Regions from separate parts of the Mus musculus genome. Here region 1 is linked to region 2. The links are chromatin contacts, called in public Hi-C maps. All regions are on one chromosome and are shown on one strand. Each heading gives the region's core, a stretch centred on a gene start, on an enhancer-like site or on the middle of the called end of the contact. The rest is flanking DNA. Distances are from core to core; before and after follow the strand shown. Region 1 has its middle 7.5 kb from the start of Gm38924. Region 2 holds the start of AI662270 (expressed sequence AI662270).

The links. Hi-C and Micro-C count contacts between places; a contact is called where the count stands out from the background.
Region 1: a Hi-C map of double positive thymocytes shows a contact between it and region 2, with 1.6 times the contacts expected there. The contact joins the enhancer-like site here to the promoter of AI662270 in region 2. A contact is called at or near these places in 2 of 15 datasets of contacts at CTCF or cohesin (CD8 T cells and the G1E-ER4 cell line), 20 of 484 Hi-C or Micro-C datasets (B cells, CD4 T cells, the CH12 cell line and 13 more) and 7 of 115 datasets of contacts at active chromatin or transcription factors (the HPC-7 cell line, the SCID.adh cell line, acute myeloid leukemia and 4 more).

What each region holds. Positions count from the first base shown.
Region 1 is chr11:83,258,676-83,264,864 of GRCm38.p6, forward strand. It overlaps the pseudogene Gm11427. Among named protein-coding and RNA genes, the nearest start is that of Gm38924, 7.5 kb to the left of the region's middle. Within about 2 kb of position 4,181, at least 21 of the 459 cell types and tissues checked have an H3K27ac peak or open chromatin away from gene starts, as enhancers often do. A contact at or near this core is called in the G1E-ER4 cell line, the SCID.adh cell line, double positive thymocytes and 1 more, where this site is marked.
Region 2 is chr11:83,219,203-83,225,221 of GRCm38.p6, forward strand. It overlaps AI662270 (expressed sequence AI662270), which reads left to right and starts at 4,374. Exons shown (of 4, transcript NR_015519.1): 1 at 4,374-4,449; 2 at 5,008-5,108; 3 at 5,250-5,429.

The DNA of each region.
Region 1 (6,189 bases), core at 2,931-5,430, 39 kb after region 2:
GGAATTTTCTTAGTTGGTAGAATGCTAGCCTAGCTTGTTAGAAACCCTGGCTTCACTCACTGTGCTACATAAAACCCCAAGACTTGTCATGATGATCCACTTATGATCCACAGTCTTTGGAACTGGAGGCAGATGGATCAGAAAGTCAAGCTCATGCTTGGCTACATAGTTTGCTGCCACTCTGGGCTGTGTGCGACCCTGTCTCATTTTACAAAACCAAGTAGCACAAAGTAAAACATATCCACTTAATTAATACATTGAACTAGTATTAATGCACATCTTACTGTTACTTTTTTTGTATTTAGGGTTGTGTAGAGGACTTCATTAACATCAAAGTGTAATTTTGGAATTTGTATTTGACTTCAGTTCAACTGAGACTTTCGATGCACTTGCAATAGTTATTGAATAGCATGCCCTATGGAAATTTAAAATTACCTTTGTCTTCTCAGGTCTTTCCAGACAAGACAAATACACTCTTCAATCAAGCAGACTGCCACACAGTCCCTTTAGCTGCTTTCCTTATGGCAATCCTAATGCTGCTCAACAGAGTGCTCACCTTCCAGGTAGTTTCACCGTGGCTGCCTAGGTTGGTTGCTGTGACTTAGGTTCCAGCCTCCTTGCTCAACTGGGCTCTGAGGTGAAAGATGTCTCCAAGCTCCTACACTGGGAGTGTTACTTGTTTTCATGTCCCTCCAGTAACTTGGTTTACACACACACACACACACACACACACACACACACACACACACACAAAACACCTGGCAACATGTGACATTCTCACCATAAGGAGACAAGCAAAAGGAATTTCCTCTGTGACTCTAATCTGTCAGTAGAAGATCCCTTCGAATTCCTTTACTAAATACAAGTCTTTAAAGAACTGTATGCTATCTTATGGCTGGGACTGCCAGTCTGTACTCACCAGGGAAGTCTAGCCTCCCTTGTGATCCACTCTGATGCATCCTCTACCCCATCCCTGGAGCTCTGGCAATGTGCTCTGCTCCCCGCTTTGCTCTGTGGAGCCTCCCCATTTCTCCATGCTTTTCTCCTGTTTCATCACCTGACTGTTCTGTCCTCAACATTAGCCTGTCCTTTGCTCCCCTGATTCTTCTCATCCATGGAGTTCCCCAGAACAAGCCTCTGAGACTGTGAGTGTTCAGCTGCTTCCATGGCTCCCTCTTTGGCAGTTTGAGTGTCCAAGTCCCCCTTCATCTGCCTCCTTCCAGTTCTTGAATCAGTGTTTGGTATCTTGTGTTCACCTTCTCGGTTGGGCTGCAAAGTGTGGAATTTACAAACTGCTTGGTTATGTGTCATACCTGACATTCCAGGCATTTTACTTTTTTAATTTGTTATGTTTCTTTTCTTGTCTAGAGATGCCTGGAAAGGTGATATGCTCTCCAGAAGCCCTCTGCATGAAACCATTCTCACTACATGAAGGCTATGAGCAGTTAGTCCGGACAGAGTTGGGCTCACTTAGAGGAAAACTGGTTGTCTCTAAGAGCTTGGCTATGGATCTGGGCTTGCAAGAGAAGCAGGGAGTCATCTGGGATGCACTTCATATTTCCCAAGGCAGTCTCCTGACCCTGCATGGCTTTGTCCGGGGAGATGAGGACCTGGAAGACAACAGCATCCTTCTGGGGGAACTAGGCGCTGAGTTAAAGGGCTATTATAAACAAACTGCCCTAACACTAAAGCATACACTTGTAAACCATAGTGATTCCCCTTCGAAAATAGGTGTTATAGTCAAGATAATGTACTTGGGTCATAAGACAGTGTGTCTTTATGATTCAAGCTCAAAAATACGTTACCCCCAAAAATATTATCTGACAATCAAGACAGTAAGGGACTTAGAGAAGGCTTTGCTGAAGTCCTGTGTAACATGTGTAGCCTAACTCCTTCTTGCTGATTGACCCGATCCAGGGGTCAGTCAACGGGGTCTGCAAGGATGAGAGTGGGGATGGAGGGGCAAAAGACAGGAAGAATGGAGACAAGACAGGCTATCTGATCAAGTCTTGTTTATTGAAAGGCAACTATGGGTATATAAGCACACACTGGGGACTGCAACTGGAGACACCTAGCCAAAAGTCCAGGATGTGTTTAAGGAAAACAAGATGTTATCAGAGTGTATTCAGCTATGGTGAGCTTCTTACAAAAACCTCTAGTTCCTGTTCTTCTGTAACTCTTCAAAACATAAATTTAGGGTGGGTATGGGGGACTTTTGGTATAGCATTGGAAATGTAAATGAGCTAAATACCTAATAAAAAATGGAAAAAAAACATAAATTTAAACTGTTTTAATTCTTCTTATTAAAGGCTGTCTTTTTTAAAAGATTTATTTATTTATTATATGTGAGTACACTCTACCTGTCTTCAGACACTCCAGAAGAGGGAGTCAGATCTCATTACAGATGGTTGTGAACCACCATGTGGTGGCTTCGATTTGAACTCAGGACCTTCAGAAAAGCAGCCAGTGCTCTTACCCGCTGAGCCATCTCTCCAGCCCCTATTTAAGGCTTTCTTAAACAAGATACCAAAACCTACTTCTGATGACACACGTGCAGCCATATAAAATATTATTGTTGGGAAAGTTTATATTTATCAATACTATCTTATACATGATTTATAAAGTGAAGCGCTGGTTTTCCCGGAGATGAGGTCATGTCTAGTGACTCCATTTCAAGGGATGGTTTTGTAGCCATAATACTCGCTTAAGATTTGGCCTAGGCTATCAGGAACATCTCGTATATAGGAAAAGGAATAGAAAACGTAAAACAGATAAGTAGCCAAGAGAACTATGGCTCAATAATTTTTCTCCAGCGAAGAGTTCCACAACCGGTTCCAGGAGGCCTCCCCCTTTTGAGGTCAAACTCCTCAGCCTGTGGAACTTGTCACACAGATCCTTACTGGAGGTGGTGTGGCAACCTGTAAGTAAATAGCCTGAGATGGCTGCAGAGATGATAGTCACTTTCTGCTAGGAGTCAGCTTCCAACAGCTGATGAAATACATGGTGCCTTTAATGCACAGAAGACACTCTTCCTAGAGATTTCAACAAAGAAAATGATTTGTCAGGTTGTTGCCTATGAAGTATTGATAGTACGACATTAAGATGCCAATATAGATCGATATTGTTCATTTACAGTTTGATAGGCTGTGGTTTTTTACATTCATGTCATCGAGTTCTTGTGTCCTTCCCCCAGCCTTAAGTAAGCAAAATAGACCTTAATTGTTTGCCGAGGTTGGTCTTCCGCTGACTAGGGTGGAGTCTTCCAGTCTGTGTAGAGGTCTTCCACCTTGCCTCACCTGCAGTTTTCCTGCAGAAGCAGACTGCCCACTGAGCTTGCTTTACAGCATTGTTCAGCTGAAATAAAGCAACATAATCCAGCTGAAACAAAGGATGGGTCTTTGGGTTTCCCCTATACAAACATAGAGCTGAAAGTTGAACTTTGAGCCTTGATCAGAAATCTTTGTCTTGGGCTGGTGAGATGACTCAGCGGGTAAGAGCACTGACTGCTCTTCCGAAGGTCTTGAGTTCAAATCCCATGCATGTTGGGATGGAGTAATATAGATATCAATTCACGTAATTTAGCCATCCCATAACATGTACATATTTCATATGTCTATTCAACACTTTGAATACATAGCATTTATCTTAGTAAACAAAAGAAGGAGATAGGAAGGAAGATAAAAGGAAGGAAAAAAGGAAGGAAGGAAGGAAGGAAGGAAGGAAGGAAGGAAGGAAGGAAGGAAGGAAGGAAGGAAGGAAGGAAGGAAGACAAAGAGACACAGGCTGGATATATGGGTTAGCAATTCAGAACCCTGGCTTCTCTTCTACAGGACTGGAGTCTATTCCTAGCACCCAAAGGACAACTCACAAACCATTTGTAACTCCAAGTCAGTTATCCTAATGTCATCTTCTGGGCTCCAAAGGCACCAAACATGCCTACAAAAATTTTGAAAACAACACACACAGCCCACTGAAACCAAAGAGTTACACATATACAATGCATAAAAGAGTCCTGTGCGCTTACATTGGTGAAGGGACTGAGGAAGCAGAATAAACTCCATTTTGTTTTTAAGACTCCATTCTAAGTTAAAACTTGCCCTTAGAGAGGCATGGACCCCACCCTTGAGGTCTGAGAAAATCAAGAAATGTTTCTGGCAGTTACAAAATAGATACAGCAGCTGCAGCTGGCTGATAACAACAGAGTGGGCTAAGAAAACCTAAGTTGTTCCCAAGTGAAGACACTCTTTTTTTGATGTATGCTCCCTTCTTGTGGTTTGACCAGGTGCTGTAAAACAACTAGCTTAAAGGCCAACATTCCTTTACCCTCTCATGTAATGCCAAGACTTGGAAACCCCTGCTTGTAGTTTCTTTTTTCCTTCCCCTAGGAAAGGACAAACCTTCCTGATGCAACAGGACAGGAGAGTGGTCCCAGATTGATCTTGAATAAAGACTCTCATGTGCTTGCATCGGAATTGTGGTTCCTGGTGGCCTCTTTGGGGTTCTCACAAACTGAGCACAACTTTGGGACGACACTGAGAGCACCAGTGACTCACGCAAACTCAGCTCCTGGAGACAAAGGAGTTCCTGAAGGGTACCCAACAACAGTGGCCCCACAAGAAAAGTTGCATTTGTGTGATATTGGCCAAGTCATTGTATTGCACCACCTTAACCTTCCAACCATACTCCCTACCCTGTGAGGCTGGTTCTGTCGTTGTCATTTTAGCTGTGTTTGCCCCCTAGTGTTCAAACAGCAAAAGCAACTACAGCTTCCAAAGACCTCAAACAGAAAGTCAGAAGCAAAGTTTATGTATTGTTGATGGTAATGTTTTTCCAATCTCATGACCCTCTTTCTTATTAATTGGTATTAAATTGCACTGAATTAAGTGTTTCAATGTGATATTATCATCTGTGGAATGCCCTTTGGTCATAGGGTTCCTCTTTACCCTCCCTTGTCCCTTCACCTACATGAGGGACATAAGTCTCTTTCTACATAAGTCTCCCTTGTGCTTTCATACCCTTTAAAAGCTATATGATGGGGCTGGAAGAATGGCTCAGTAGTTAAGAACACTGACTGCTCTTCCAAAGGATCCCAGTTTACTTCCCAGCATCCACATGGCAGCTCACAACAGTCTGTAACTCCTGTTTTAGGGGATTTGACTCCCTCACACATGCAGGCAAAACACCAATGATGTCCATAGAATAAAAATAAAATTTTTAAAAATCTTTTCAAAAAGCTGTATACCGCATGTGAGAGTAAATGTCCAATACTTGTCTTTCTGTATGATTTCATGACATATAATCCTCGGTTCCACCCATTTTCCTGTAATGATGCTTTTCATTCTTCCTTATGGATGAGTAAACTCTCAGTTCAGGCTGAGCATGCAGGGAGCTTAATTGTGCACATGCTATGATTTCCTCATCCACTCACCTGCTCAAGGGCCCCTTGCTTATTTCCACAAGTATCAGTAGTTAACTTTGTGAAGAATGTCATAAATTGTGATTTATATGAAAAATTACTATGGTATGGTAATATTTTTACGTATGTGACAGTCTTTTCTGATTCTAAACTGATTCTAAAGAAAATATCAAAAGTGTGTCTTTGAATAACTACACAGCAACAAAAACCAAAATGTGGGAAAGGGATTGGCTGTTCAAGAAGGCAATGATAAAACATGGTTTTGAAAATGTGTCCCTGAGCTGGGCATGTGGTCCATGACCCTAATCCCAGTACTTGAAGAGAGGCTGACCATTCCTGTCCATGTAGAGAGTTCCGGGAGAGCCAGGGTTATGCAAAGGACTCTATCTCAAAGCATGCAAACAAACAAGTAAAAGCCAAGTGTCCCTATCTATCTACCACCACCACCCCTGCAGCCAGTCCCTCTCACTGATGAAATCCATGGTGCCTTTAAGGCATGGAAGAAATTCTTTCTAGAAAAGTTCACAGAGTGAATGATGAAGTAAGCAGTATGGTAAGGCAATGTTGTCATGGTGCTGCTGCTCAGCCCTGTGTGCTACTGCTGCTAAACCTGTGGTTTGTATTTTATAACCTGAAGAAGGACTACTTTACAAGTGTCCAAAATCACAGAGGCAAGGTTCTGATTGTGTCAAAATTAAGTGGAGGGCCCCCAGTGGAGGAGCTAGAGAAAATACCCAAGGAGCTGAAGGGGTCTGCAACTCTATAGGTGGAAC
Region 2 (6,019 bases), core at 3,124-5,623:
CTCCAGGTCAATCCATTTGCCTAGGAATTTCATAAATTCATTCTTTTTAATAGCTGAGTAGTATTCCATTGTGTAAATGTACCACATTTTCTGTATCCATTCCTCTGCTGAGGAGCATCTGGGTTCTTTCCAGCTTCTGGCTATTATAAATAAGGCTGCTATGAACATAGTGGAGCATGTGTCTTTCTTACCAGTTGAAACATCTTCTGGATATATGCCCAGGAGAGGTATTGTCAGATCCTTCGGTAGTACTATGTCCAATTTTCTGAGGAACCACCAGACTGATTTCCAGAGTGGTTGTACAAGCTTGCAATCCCACCAGCAATGGAGGAGTGTTGCTCTTTCTCCACATCCTCGCCAGCATCTGCTGTCACCTGAATTTTTGATCTTAGCCATTCTGACTGGTGTGAGATGAAATCTCAGGGCTGTTTTGATTTGCATTTCCCTGATGATTAAGGATGCTGAACATTTTTTCAGGTGTTTCTCAGCCATTCGGTATTCCTCAGGTGAGAATTATTTGTTTAGCTCTGAGCCCCATTTTTAATGGGATTATCTGATTTTCTGGAGTCCACCTTCTTCAGTTCTTTATATATATTAGATATTAGTCCCCTATATGATTTAGGATAGATAAAGATTCTTTCCCAGTCTATTTGTGGCCTTTTTGTCTTATTCACAGTGTCCTTTGCCTTACAGAAGCTTTGCAATTTTATGAGGTCCCATTTAGATCTGTGTTTTTATGAATACACTTCTTCTGCTTATATCTTACTTCAACGAAGCTTCATTGTTCACCCTGCGAAGTTATACTTAACAAAATTTGGATACCAAACAAAGGTTATGCCATTTTAATATGTTTCTAAAATAAATGTTCCTTACAAATCATCATCAAATTCTCTTAAAGAATTCTTATTGGGTTTCCAGGATAATATTTCCAGGCTTTGCGGTTTAAAATGTTTTGATGACTTGGGATTGTGATTTTCAGAATTGTGGCTTAGACCTTTGAAGACCAAGGAAGTGAGAAGACACATTATCACAGCTGCATGAGCACCTATTGACACTTGTCACAGTAGCTGGTCTAAAGGACACCTAACCATTCTTCCTTCACACAACAGCCACTGGGGCTGAGACACGTTAGAAACACTTGTTTCATGGAGGTGACATCAGTGTGAAGTCATGACAGTTGTGGGGTACATCATGGATGAACTAGGAAGTTGTTGCACTCTCGAGGCTGCTGGAACTCATGGGAGATCATTGGCAGAGAGTTTCAACAAAAGCAGCAGCTGCCTGCCTAAAGAGAGCCTCTTTGGGTGGCAGTTCAGGAGCTCCATTAACATAGGAAAGTCAGAAGGAGGAAGCCAAGTAAAGGATGGCTGTAACAGTGTGGGGCAAGGACCTGGGTAGTGACATGGACTAAGAAAAAGCAAGGAGTCCTAGTAATGGCATGCTTGGCTGCAGAGTCAGGTTTTCAGGTCAACAGGACAAACCTTGGGGAAAGACTTATGAGTGGGAGCCAGTGAAGTGATGGCTCAGTGGATGGAGGCAGCTGCCACCTTGCCTGAGGAGCCCAGCCCCAGGGATCTCTGTGCAGGAGAGAGAGAAATTGACTCAAGCCAGTTGTCTTCTGACTGCCACATGGTGGTGTAGCTGTGAACACCCAGCCCCACAACTGCATACAGATACATTTAAGCACTGCTAATTTTTTATAATGCTACATTTTAGGAGCAGAAGCAAGTGTTCAGCAGTAAAGAGCACTGGCTGCTCTCCCAGAGAACCAGGCTTGTATTCCCAGCACTCACATGGCAACTCACAACCATCTGTAATTCAAGTTTCTGGGATCCATTACACTCTTTGGTCCACAGCGAGCCTGAGGCATGCATGTGGGTCATTTACATACATTCAGGCAAACACTCATCCATAACATAACATCCAAGTAAGTAAGTAAACACAGTTTTGACATTCTTAATATATTTGTGGACCTGGAGAGATGGTTCAGCGGTTAATATCACTGACTGCTCTTCCTGTGGTCAAGTCCCAGCAATGACATGGTGGCTCACAACCATCTGTAATGGGATCCAATGCCCTCTTCTAGTGTGTCTGAAGACAGCTACAGTGTACTCGTATTAGTAAAATAAGTAAATCTTTAAAAAATATATTTGTAATTTTGATTTAATTTTGGATTCATCTCCCCAATCCAACATCTATTTTTGAAAAGAAAAAGTAATATCCCCATCTAATGGGTATATAACATATTACATCATCTTAGAACCAACTGTTTTCCTAAAACAAACATTGGGATCATAATTGTGGTTAGATTCCTAGTGATGATGAAATTGTAAAGTGAACTTTTGTGACCACGATGCTCTGTACTTAAAATGAAAAACAACAATAAAAATGCAGAACCTGGAATCTGCTGACACCCTTGAGCCACAGGCACCTCCCAACAAACTAAATCATACAGGACACTGCCTTATCTCACAGTCAAGTCTGTGACAGCCACATGTTGCTTATGTCCCAGAGTAGAATCATGCAGCATGTTTTAAATATATTGAAGTATAAGCTTTTAATGGCTCAACCTACTACTAGCTTTAACTTAATTCTTTGTTATAGATATTATAGATTTTTTTAACCATATCTGATAATTTATAAGTCAATCCTTTTAGTATTTGACCCTGGAGTTTAAAATCATGCCTGGGTCTGAAAAAGGTGAGCTATAACCCACTTTCAGAGCCAGCAATAACGAAGAACATTATAGAACAATTTGAATATTACCCATATTTAAACAACATTTGAATTTCTATTATATTAAATCCAGTGTTCAGGAAAACCAGAGGTGAATTCTGAGCACAAGTAACTGGCAGAAGGAATAAGAAATAACATTTATTCTTGAATTCGTGACCAGGCAGAAACTAGCATGCAATGGTCATGTACATTCATACACATAAGATCCACATCTAAACATACAGGGTAGAAATCAGACTCATCCATAGCTTGGACAGGAGCTGGTTCTGGCCTGATGCAGAAGAGGGACAAGGCAGTTTGGCAGTGCCTGGCTTCCATGTGGGACCCCAGGTTTTACAAAGCTCTCCATTGAGCCCGGGGATTTACTTGTGAATCCTTCATCCAACCCCATCCCCTTATGCATACTCAGTGTTCTGAGATGTGAAGTTTTTATCAATGCAGTTTTCCTGCTCCCAAGAAGCAGCTGAAGGTGGAGCTAGGCACCACCTGGAGCCCTGGGTGCAGCTGTGCCTTACAGCCCTGAGTCAGAACATACAAACATAGGATAGATACATAAGAGAGGACAATGACATGTAACGATTGGACTTCTTTCCTTCAGAGGTCCATCAGTCCCTCTTGTGTCATCTAGTTTCATAGCCTTCCAAGTCTTAACACACAAAGATGGATCAGATATTGACTTAAGAGACCAAAATATACATGACATCAAAGACAACTGTAACAAATGACTAGTGTCTCATAGAGGTTCCATCAGTCTGACAAGGAGAATGTAATGGACAGGAGTCTGTTTCAGAGGCATCCTTGCATAATCCCTGGAGTACCAGGCATCCTGGGGAATTCTCACTTTAGCTGTGCAACTAGACATTGGAACACTGATGACTGTGCCAGGTCCTTGGCCACTCTGATTTCTGCCTCCCAGCATCGCCTGAGTGCATCTGCAGGGTTTATGTTTATACTGGGTTTTGCTGGGAAAAAAAAAAATGAACGCAACCACTTCAGGCCAAATTTAAAGCAAACATTTATGAAATATTAAATACGGACCAAGACTACTGAGAGGAGCTTACAGGCTTGCTGTATGGAATCTTCTCAGGAGAGAGAAGACAAAAGGTCATGACTCTTGATTTCATCCACTGGCCAGCACTGAGTAAAACCAGGACTAACGATCTGGCACCAAAGGTAAAAGCAAAATCCTTGTAGTTGAGTTAGGGGTGCATTATGTGAAGGTGGCTCTCTATATACTCAATGTTGAGGGATAAACCATCAGCAAACTAAGCACTAGCCAGACAGCTGAGTGCGAGCCGGATCTTGGTATTATTTCTTTTTTTGTTGTTGTCGGGGTTTTTTTGTTTTTGTTTTTTTGTTTTGTTATGTTTTTTTGTTTTTTTCGAGACAGGGTTTCTCTGTGTAGCCCTGGCTGTCACTGGCACTCACTTTGTAGACCAGGCTGGCCTCGAACTCAGAAATCTGCCTGCCTCTTAGTATTATTTCTGTGGCCTATCAGAGGTCCTATATTTTGTAAATATTAGACCTTCTTTACTTGCTTATTGGCTGTAATAAAGAGCTGACAGCCAATAGCTGGGCAGAGAGTGGAGGGCAGAACTTCCTGGGGAGGGACTCTGGAAAAAGAAAGCAAAGGCGCCAAAGTCGCCTGGGGCCTCGGAGATGAAAGATGGACCTGAACAGGAGCAGAGACGCAGAGCTGGCCACACATGGAAGGTAATGCCAGGACAAATCGGGATGAACTAGAAAGTTGGTTGGAAATCTGCCCAGCTATAGGCTTAAGCTTTAAAATACCCGATAGCCTCTGTGTCATCATTTGTACTGCTTCTGGGTCAGAAAGTCCTGCTATATAACTGAAATCACACGGGGGGCCTCTTTAGAAGAAACTGACCAGTGCGGAAGGAACAATATCCTCAGATCATGGAGAGCAAGAGAAGGAAACACAGAAAATAACCATGAGGCCTGAGAAATGTTTTGAATGTATGTGAGATTTATCACATCCTTCCTGCAACCGCTCCTGTCACCCTCCCTGAAGGCTGTCAAGAAAGGACAAGGAGACCAGCATGTGGTTTTAGTTTCTGCCACAAGGCTCACATGAGTCCCTCTGTATCGCCTGGCTGGCCCTTCCTTCCTCCGCATCCAGGCTAACTTTAAAATCCAACCTGAAGGTTTTAAAAATCCAATTATAAGTTAGCCTATATATTAGATGGGGGGGGGGGGGAGGAAACTTCATATTAAAAGCCCTGTATAAAATGCACTCTTTACTGCATTGAGTTTGGTCAAGAGTTTTCGTGGCTGCCTGTTAGTTTGTGTTACCAAAACGAAACATTGAAACATCGGCATGGAAGTTTCTTCTAGGAGCCTGCCCCCAGTTGGTAAGTGAGGAAACATGCATGCCCCTGCCTGAATTAAGGGGGAGGGTTGGGTACAAAAGCAGGAAGTACGTAAAGATATGTGTTTGCTTCTAATTGGACCTGATGGGAAAGCCAAATGGCTTTATGGGTATACGCCTTTAGATGACTCTGCAAACTACCTCTGCCGCCATTTTCTGGGGACCCGGAGTGGTTCTGGGCAAAATCCTTCATCTTGGCTGAATGAAAAAGAGAAAGAAAGAAAGAAAACATGACTGGTCCTGGTTTTCGGCGCCATGTGTATGAGAAAAAGAAATAAAAAGAAAGGAAGAGGACTGGTCCCAGGTATAGTGGAAGAGAAAGTTTGTGGATTGAAAGGGAGGCAGAGCCACGGGGCAGAATCTTCTTGGAGCGTCCAGAATGAACATGTCCCTAGCTTTTTTAGGAGATGGAGGAGAGGGAGGGAGGAAAGAGAGGTACCAGGTGCAGCAGCCCGGGTTGGCATTTTGTCTAGGCTCTGCCCACAGTTTCTGGCAACAGCCAGGTATACCTGACTCACTATAAAAGGGACTGCTTGCCCCCTCCTCACTTTTGCTCTCTGCTCTTCTCCTCTTGCCCTTGCTCCCTTACTCACTTCCTCCCTCTCCTCATTCCCCTCCCTACTCTCCACGTGCTCATGGCCAGCCACTACTATCTCTGCCTTTCTCTGTCTCTACTCCCTCAACTCACATCCCTATGCCCTACATTCTATTCTATATTATACCATCCCGTGGCTGGTACCTCAGGGGGAAGGGATGCCTCAGCATGAGCCAGCAAAGGGACCCTTTCCCCAACACCTTACTATGCCTCCACCAAACATATCCCTGCCTTCTTCTCTTTCTTTTTATAAAATACAACAGCCAGGAAGCCCAAAGGAGAGAGAGATGGGTCTGGTA